Regions from separate parts of the Thunnus thynnus genome. Here region 2 is linked to region 1. The links are chromatin contacts, called in public Hi-C maps. All regions are on one chromosome and are shown on one strand. The core of a region is the stretch at or near the end of the contact, and the rest is flanking DNA. Distances in the headings are between cores, read along the strand shown.

Region 1 (4,907 bases), core at 828-3,327:
TTGACAGGTTGAAGACATGTTCAACTTGACAATAAATATGTAGTAAAACACACTGAATCACTTTCATCTTGTGAGAGGATACTGACTTGCTGATATGAAATATCTTATAGGCTTATAGATAAGATTGGACATTGGTTCTATCCCTAATCAATAGAATTTGTGATACTTGGAGGCGTGGCCGCTGTAGAAAGTGTCATTAATATTCTCACAGCAATATCTGACAAAAGATTTCAGAGTACATTCATCAGATAAATATGAGAATAACATGACTGTTATATGTTTTAGTTTGTTTTTGTGTGGTTAAGTTTAGTTAAAATGATCTTGGATGATGTGAGTTGAAGTTATTTTATCTTAAGTTAGCCTTTATTCTTCTGGTGTTATAGTTTTTAAGTCATGGTGCACATAGTGTAATATAACAAGAACAAGCCAGACTGAGTTGACAAGATCGCCATATTTTGCACATCACATTAGAATATTGGATTTGTTTTTACACACATTTTCCAAGAGTGAAGAATGAACGTAAGATAAGCAGCAAACCCGGACATGAAATACAACTTCAGAGAAATAAATCCAGTCCTCTCATGGATTCAGGCGGAGGTCAGATTCTTCCTGAACCTTAACAACAGCAAAGGCTCACCTAACTTAAACCATCTCAAGTCTTATTGTACCTAAACATATCAATTTTTATATTCAATTTTGATGTTTATGATTAAACTGAGCCTTCCCATTACCCTGGTACCCAGCCGCCCAGCTTTTCATTCATACTGTATTTATCAAATAACAAAAAAAACTGGTTTTCCACATTCTGACTCACCTCATAAACAGTCAGGAGGGCAAAACAAGCTACTCCCTCGTGTCTTTTATAACAGCTATTTTACAGGATGAACTTTAGTAGTCAAAAACCTTTATCAACATTAAACGACATCGCAGCCTTTGACGCACTCGTGCACATACCAGCACTCATCGGTGTGAGTGAATGCCATCTAAATGCCTCCTAATGTAGGCTGAGGAGAACAAATGTGCTGACAGCTCCAGAGGACACTGTGCACCGCTCCACTCAAATTCACCCAACTTGCCTCTTCACCTCTGTTATGTGCCTTATCAGTGGCGCACAGAGTGTCAAGCAAGAGTGTCAGGTTTTCATATGATTTCAGTGTAAATGAGATAAGACCTCCAGAGCAGTTGAGATGTCTCTTTCTCTTTGACACACACACACACCTGGAGGCATCTCAACTTTTTTCTGTAACCCATTCCCAGTCCATAATATGGGCAGTATGTATGAATGTCAGTGAGTTAATAGTGCAAAAAGACTCATTTCTCTCACACACACTTACTTTTCAAAGCCTGGATCAGCGCCTTGCCGTCTTTAATCAGCTCCTTGATGAACTTATTGGTCTTGTCCAGCTCCAGTTCGTGGGACTTGAGTCTCTCCCTAAACTGCGGGCTGTCCAGGTAGCAGTCACTGAACTCTAGGGCAGGAAGTCCCATCTTCTTCTTCTTCTTCTTCTTCTTTTTAGACACAACCTGGACCACCCGGCAAAAAGCTCCGAGCAGGAGACGGAGGAGCAAGAGGAGAAGGAGGAGGAGAGAAATCCTTGACGTGAGGTACTACTGCTGCTGCTGCTGCTGCTGCTGGAAATGATGGAAAATCCAATTACAACATATAAACAACCCGGCGGAGATGTATCCAACAGAAAGGACTACCTAGCTACATAACCTTCTTTTTTTTAGGTAAACATTCAAGTTGACACAAGCAGGACTGTTCCTATTTCTTTCAGAATAGCAGCAGCAGCATCCAATTCAATGAAATAAAAAGTCACAGCAGACTAGCAGGAGTGTTGGCGGGGTTTTAAAGAAAAGTGTCCACTTGCTCAGGTGAACCGGTGCTGCATTCCTCTCGACCAAGTCATTCTGGACCGGACAGAGTCAGACAGAGGCGAGGAAGGTGGTGCAAAAAAAAACAAAAACAAAACTAGGCTCGTAAATGCGGTATCTTCCCTGGGCGGTTTTAAATGCACTGCTTTCTCCCCTGCCCTGCTCAGCTCAGCGCCGCAGACCGTAATCAACCTACCCCAACACGGATAATCCCCTGATTGACGTCTCTCTCGGCCAATGAAGAGGCCGGATTGAAGAGCTGACCGTTCGGGGCGGTGAGCTGCTCAAGAACAGAGATGAGAAAAAATAGATGAGGTCTCACTCTGGTGTCGTTTATACAAACGCTTAAGACTGCATAAAAACTGTAGATAATAAAAATAAATGTGACAGGAGAGGTAAGGAAGCCACAGGCTTTTGCAACGGATCTCCATTCAATTTAATGAGAAAAACAAACAAACAAATAACAAAAAAGGAAGAAGATATAAGCTAACATAATTAAGGAAAATACAACAAAAAAATAAATGACAACAAAAAGCACAAAAATGGACAGAAAAACTAAACAATCAATAGACAATAATCCAATAAAAACAAAGAAATATATGAGAAACAATACGAGGAAAAAGAAGAAAAAAATGGACGTCAAGTCTATCTCTTTCAGGGCTGAAAAGGTCATAAAGGGTCAACTAAGCCTGTCTCGTTTCAAAGACTCCTCCAAATGAGAAATATAATGTCTACAGCCACACTAGCTGCTCTGTGAGGCTGTACATTGGCACAACGGTGCTTTGAGTGACAAACATGCATTCAGGTACACCATTTTAATTTAGCCTGTTAGCATGCTAACATCTGCTAAGTAGTACTAAACACAAAGTACAATTGAGGTTGATGGGAACGTCATTAGCTTTAGATATTTGGTCATGCCAGTAGGTTGGGCATATTGAAATTTTGACCTTATGATGGTGCTTGATCAAAAGTCCGGGGCAGGCCTACACCAGAGTAATTAGAACTGATCCTTTAAGGATCTTAAATACCTGCAGTAAATTTTATGGCAATCCACCCAATAGTTCTCAACATATTTCAGTCTGATCCACACATGTCAACCTTATGATGGCGCTATAGAGGAAATGCCAGGTGATCACCAAAATCAATGGTATTCATCCTCTGAGGACCGTGAATGTGCAAATTGGATAATTTACCCAATCTGCATGAAGTAAAGTGGTGGACAGACTAACATAACCATCCATGTCACTAGCAAAAGAGGTCCCCAGTGAGATTTGAGCCAGATTCATGGTTTAAATCGGACTGAGGACCATTGTACTGTAGCACTGTAAACCTCAGTATCATGAAACAATTGCCCACTTAGCACTAAATTTATCACTTTGATGTCGGACGTTCAGGACAATTTGCTGGTAATAAACATTTCTGACTTGATAAGTTTCCCTGGACTGCCTGAATGCACAATTAACTTGGTTCAGGCAAGATCTGTTTTCATTTGCCTCAATCCAACCGGTCAAGGCAGACGGCCGCCCACCTAGAGCCTGGTTCTGCTTGAGGTTTCTTCCCGTTAAAGGGGAGTTTTCCCTTGCCACTGTCGCCAAGTGCTTGCTCATGGAGGAATTGTTGGGTCTCTGTAAATTAAAGAGTACAATGTTGACCTGCTCTATATGAAAAGTGCCCTGAGATAACTTTTGTTATGATTTGGCACTATAGAAATAAAACTGAATTGAACTGAAATTGAATTTGGGAAAGAGGAGGACCAGTCATGGGCTGAGGATGTTACAATCAACATTTACCCCGTTGTATATGCATGTACACCAAGATAAAGTGGAAGCTGAGCTAAATCAGCTGTGAACAAACTAGGTCACAAATATGTGTCCAGTAAGAGTGTGTTCTTGGGGTTGGAGCTCATGTGGAACAAGCAAAAAAATTGCACACATCTGTCAATCAAGCAAACATGGACCCAGTTAAAGCAGTTAATATCATCTTGATGAATTTTGCCACAGAATAAAAAGGTTGAAAGTAACTAAAGCCTCTAAGTTATGAAACATTTGAAGTCAGTTAGTTGTAGCAGTGCATAAGGACAGAATAGAGTGCATGTTAATACAGAATTCATGCCAGCAAGTACGGTCAAATGTATGTTGAGCATTACATCTTCACGAGTATAGACAATCTTTGCCGGTAGCGGGCTGGGAGTGTGGTTGGTGGGAGCAGATGCTGATGTCATTTCAACCAGAGCGGGGAATTTCTGCTGAGGATATCTGCGTTGGATTAAAGCCTCCACTACTCTCTGTCGCCCTCTGTTGGCACAATGCTACACTGCAACAGATTTTTTTTTTTATTTAGTCAACATTGAAGTGACTTTTTGTACTTGCAAATTGTTGTGATTGATATTTTTTGATTGATAATTGTTGGTCATTTTAATTTAAAGTCTAATTGTGTGAAACTGGACCTGTTTTTATTATTAGAGCAGATTCAGAAGGCCTAAATTGTATTGATCATATATTGCACTGACTGATTTTAGTCACTGCCACTGCTGTCTCGCCATTAAAGCTGATGACACATTTGGGTGATTTGTTAACATCGCATGCATGTCATTGGCACATGTACAGTTTGTGTTTGCGGTCTTTCTCTGAAAACAGTTCAGATTTAGATCTGACACTTCCTCTGCCAAACCAGAACACAGCGCCTGGTCGCTTGCTCATTTCTCCATCTGCCACAGTGTGGTGTACAGAGATAGCCATTTACAGGAAGTTGTAGCTGTTGTTTGTGTATGTTGTCTAAGATATGAGAGGCTAGTTCAAGAACCAGAATTAACCAGTTTATTGTCAAGTACATATGGGAAACAGACTGTTGCATGATTTACCGCCCTGAGCTTTAACTTTGGCTCCTATTTTAAATGAAAACACACTTTTAAAAAGGTGAAAGTTGGTCTGATAGCACTAAAATAAAACAATATGACGTTTTAAAGAATAGCAGCCTAAATCAAATTGTTCAGACCATAATTTTATCATGTTATATCTGAAACAGAACACATG
Region 2 (5,097 bases), core at 2,465-4,964, 150 kb after region 1:
ATTGCTTTCTCTGACATGCTGCACAACGTGAATCTGTGAATACACCCAAGCGCCAGAAGGAAACACGCCTCAGCAGTTCATCATCATGTGGAGAAAGACTTGAAGGAGAGGACAGTGTTTGGAGAAGAGCATCCTTCTGCAACAGGACGTCCCCCAGCCAGCGCTGTGAACTCTGCTTGCTCTGTGATTATGCAACGCGCCACTGTTCGTCATAAGGAGATTATGAGTAGATGAAAAAGCTTTACTCTAAAGGGAGGTGTTGAGGAGGATGGTATCAAACTGGCAAACGGTGCAGTGGAATATCCAACATTCAACATTTTGTGTGTACAGTAAGATGCAGTAACAGACTTGTACCCATCCAAAATATCTCACTGTAAGCTGCTTCATCCCAGAGAAACAGGTGGAAGACACTTTATATTAAGGCATGAAGAAAGAGAACTTGCTTTTGACTAAAATTTGCATTCAGAAGTGAGTCTGTATACCATTCCCGAAAAATGTTACCTTCATGCACTTACCTAAAAAAGTCTCCTTTTTGAAAATGTTCTCATCAACAAATGTAAACAGAGGATATCCTGCTCCATCGTTGTTGTCGTTGGCCATGCTGTCTCCAGCTTTGCCCTGAAGCAGGAAGAGAATCACTCAAACTCAGCTGTTTGCTTTGGGTAAATAGGTAATATAGGGTCACATCTTTAAACCTGCTGTTCATCAGATGTTCTTGTATGCTTCCAGTGATACATTTCGTATCGAATCAGAGATACCTTTGCAACATGGATGTATTGCCACTGCGTGAGACAATAACTGGGACAATTGTAAGTAAAAATATAAATTTGGAAGTAATGTGTATCTTTTATTCAGATGGCCAGGTGGTACAGAAGAACTGTGAAATCCAACTGAACTAAAAATAAATACACAAGCACAACTGCCATCATACAATGTCCCACATTTATCACATCGTTTTCTCTGCAGTGTAGCCTAAAAACTGTTCTGCCATTTAATTCCCATAATCCCCATTGCTGCCTGTCAGATATATGTTTTTTTGACCTCTTCAGTAGGTCTTCAATAAGTTTTCTCTTTTATACTAAAAAGGGAAAGCACACAAAAGTGCTTTTTCTCTCAGCCTCTCACCTCATACAGTGATTCAGCTCTGTTTGCAGTGGTAGAGCAGCGCCCACTTTCTGTTTTGTGCGATAAAGCAAACCAATTTCATGGTAAATTCACAATGTACAATGCAATGTAGAGGCCAGTTTATTCACCAGAATTATATTAATAATATATTTTTATTGATATTTATTGATGTTAGATGTGATGAAAGCTGCTTTAAAGTGGTATACAAAACCAACATGAGGCTCTGGTTTTATGGATACACAAGTGATTAATTGTGGTTGTGTCAATCACAAAAGTGTGTGTGCGTGTGGGTCTGTCATAGGTTACTTTTGGGGACAAATTTCAGACTTAAGACCAGTTGATTGGGGACAGCTTGTCCGACTGGGGACCAAAGCCATGTCCCCAATTGGCAAAACACTGATTTTTGGATCAGTGGTTAAGGTTAGGATAAGGTTTAGGGTTAGGCAAGTAGTGGTTACGTTTAGGGTTGGGGTTGTGTGTGTGTGTGTGTGTGTGTGTGTGTGTGTGTGTGTGTGTGGTGCACCTGCAGAGAGATCCTGTAGTCTTTTCCAGGTTTGAGTCTGTTGACATCATTGTCCCATAGTTCCTGCACCATGGACGACAGCTCTCTGTCACTCTCAATCATGATACGACCGTCGTGTTCTTGGTCCCGCAGTGGACGAGCTGTAGATGGTTGGTCTCAGTGCGTCTCTGGCAGGAAAGAAACAGTTCATGAAGATTCTGCTGCTATAGGCTTGGAGGCACTTTGACTAAAATCAAGATGTTTGAGCAGTGAGCTTCAGCAGTGGACAGCAACAAAAAGTACTGTATTAAGATATTCAGTTTGAGGTAGTGGTACTTTATATTTTGTGTTTACCTCAGTATATTTTAGGAGGAGATATTGCACATTTTAGTGTTTATATGCAAATATAACATGATAAGAAAATATAATGCACTGCTAAACCATCTATGGACTTCTGTGTTTATGAGATAATTTTGCATGAAGGTATCTATGGACATTGAGGATTTTAATACTTGTCAGATGACTGATGATCTTTAAAGTTAGTGTTAAGTTTATTTTTTATCTGTAAATACCTGAAAAATATTATTTTAAAAATCAAGTTGTGTTCAGAATTGAATTCCAAAACATTAACTTGATGTAAAATGGGAAACATGGGAGGAAAAGCTTAAAGACCTCAGATATATATCAAGGCATTTAGTTTACTGATACATGAATTCCTTTTTAGATTCAAATAATTAACTATTGTCAATTAATGAGTTATTAAACAGATAAATCCAAATCCTATAAAGTTGTGTCTTTGACTTGAAGAGCATTTTATTAATAATTAATTTGTTGCTCATACACTTTCACAGATGAGTTTCATCTGTGAAAGTGTATGAGCAACAAATTTTCCTTCAAATGCTTCTAGCTCTCAGAAATGAGAGCACTCATGTACATCATGTATGTTACCGCTCACTTACTGGTATAAACTGGTATTTTTCCTCTGCTGAGTAATAGAGGTTGGTGAATATTCAAGGTGTAATTGAACGTGTGAGCCGTGTGACTTTCGAGAAGTGGAAAATTAGTCCCATTTTGTAATGTGTATACTGTAATGATTATAATGAAAGTCAATTTTCCATTAAATGATTCGACAAAAACCCGAAATATTCTGGTGTACGCATGATTTTGTGATATTTGTTTCTGATTTTGATGTATTTCATTTGGATAACTTTGTCTTTAAAGCCTTGAAAAGAAGATGAGGCGTATTATTTAATGAGTATTTATTCTGATTTCTCCACTATGATGCTGTACATGTTTTGTCAGTGATTTATGAATTTTGTTGTAGACGTAAAGGTCTGAAAATATGATTGTGACAATTACTTAGTTTCCTTTATTTTTTTGACTAGTAGTATAGTAGTGATTGAAAATGTCATTCTTTATTTGAGGTCTTTGAAGCGCATGCAGGCTGAGCATAGTTGAAATACGTCATTCATTCATTCATTCATTCATATTTAACAATCCCCTGCTAAAGGTAGCTTTAATTTATAAAGAAGGTGATAAATAAAAAAACATCATATCAAAATGCTACTATTAAAATACTTAATGAGTTGATTTAGCATGTTTGTGACCAGAAAGATCATTTTAATAGTCAAGACTTTACACATAATCACAAAACACTGGTTATCATGAAGGTAATGTAGGCCTATAATCGTCCACAGCGTTGTAAAAACATAATAGCTTCCCCATGAAAAAGCTTTTCCATACAACTCAACATTTGTGTACCACCACTGCATTCCCCGAAATCATGGCTGACAACACATCTCACATCCATGACACTGAGCTCCGTGTCCGAGTCCCAGACCGCATCCCCATCAGCCACCACATCAAAATCCACTGACCTTTTCCTTTGAGTGTTGTCCTGCTGCTGTTATGGTTAAGTGAGGGGAAAGCAACTAATGCTTGAAGGGTTGGTGATGTTCCTCGGTGTTGGCCAGGTGCTGCTGTTGATGGCTTCCTGTGTTTATGAGAGCAGGTGTCTTTAGGGGCATAGTAACAGTTCAGTCAGTCAGCCAGTCTGTCTGTCAGCGTGTATGGAGAAAGACAGAGGCTGGGGGGGGGGGGGGGGGGGGGGGGGGCATAGAGCACGAGGCAGGGGATGGGACAGGACAGGAGAGAGGGGCCATTTTAAAGGGTTATCCCCTGTCAGCAACTCTAGCCAAAGGGATTACACAATGTTGTCTCTTTTCAATCTCAGGGCTCTTTGTTTCTTTAGTATTTCATTGTTTCTCTCTCTGTAACAGCACAACTTCGGGATTACAGGGTAAATATGGGTCATGTTTCAGGTAACCAGATGTTGTAAAGGTATAGTTAAAGGTGTACTTGAAGCACCACAGAAAGCTAAATTTTCAACCTAACTGCAAATACTCTTGGTTTGGGAGTTGTTCTCTAGTGTTTGATTTTGACATTTTATTCTAAATGATCCATAGTCTGAAAAGGGTTTAGTAAAAACTGAGGAAAAAAAAAATTCTCATAATCTACAAAAAAAAAAAACACATGTAAAAACGTATGTTCTATATTTTCTTGTATCATTTTCTTCATTATCTTTAAAACTTCTAAAACATTCTTGTTGAATGACACATCAAAACAATGTATATATTCATACATATATGTAACCGTCTGAACTGTTTTCAATTGCGTTATTTTCACTTTTTGCACTGAACGCTATATTTATAGAACCATAAAATTGAGAGCTGTAAAAACAGTACCTTAAAGGAAACTGAACTTTGGAGTCTTGAGTAATCTGGCTCAACCATACCCACCTATAAGTTTCATATGTGAATGAGTCAGCAGTGTGTTGAGTGAGAAAAAAAATCACACCTCTACATGTGAAAAAAGGCGCTGTGAGCCTCAGTGAGATTGAAACAAGAACACTATGAATTTAACCTTACTGTAAAAACCCAGGAGAAATGGCAGTAAAGAGGCATGGTAACGTCACCTTGGCGGCAAGCTGTATCATGTTAATATTCTGTGAAGCCTAATTATGGTCCACGTAGGAGGTATATATTTTTGAGGTACAACTTATGAGAGTAAAACAGTTTAAAATACCTATAAACACTTGCATTTAACTGTCTCATGACCCCACAGCAACAGAAAACACTATTATACTGGCACCAAATTAGCATTTTTGTCTCCCATTCAATGATTAAAACAGACAACATGTTAAGTGATAACATTTATTTTGAGGAACAGAATGCTGAATGCATTTTAACAAGATTCTTGAATAAAACTTTTCTTGAATGAAACATGAAGTGGGTCAGTGGGTCTGCACTGATGGGTAAAGTGAATCCATGTGCATTTCAAGACTGAACAAGAGATTGTCTTTTTACCTGTCCAGACCAGCATCAATTCCCAAAGTAGTCTACACAGGAGCAAATTTATTTATTAATGTTGAAAAAGACCAGATCTGATATGAGGGTTTAACTTCAGGCCAA

What was found. Hi-C and Micro-C count contacts between places; a contact is called where the count stands out from the background.
Region 2: a contact with region 1 is called in a Hi-C map of muscle, with 6 times the contacts expected there. The contact joins the promoter of endou2 here to the promoter of LOC137195834 in region 1. A contact is called at or near these places in 3 of 3 Hi-C or Micro-C datasets (heart and muscle).

Annotation. Positions count from the first base shown.
Region 1 is chr13:18,729,494-18,734,400 of fThuThy2.1, forward strand. It overlaps LOC137195834 (rho GTPase-activating protein 26-like), which reads right to left and starts at 2,078. Exons shown (of 24, transcript XM_067608478.1): 1 at 1,335-2,078. The coding sequence starts at 1,488.
Region 2 is chr13:18,875,484-18,880,580 of fThuThy2.1, forward strand. It overlaps endou2 (endonuclease, polyU-specific 2), which reads right to left and starts at 3,715. Exons shown (of 7, transcript XM_067608491.1): 1 at 3,505-3,715; 2 at 1,649-1,815; 3 at 516-618. The coding sequence starts at 1,750. rnf14 (ring finger protein 14) reads right to left here. Exons shown (of 9, transcript XM_067608489.1): 9 at 4,826-5,097.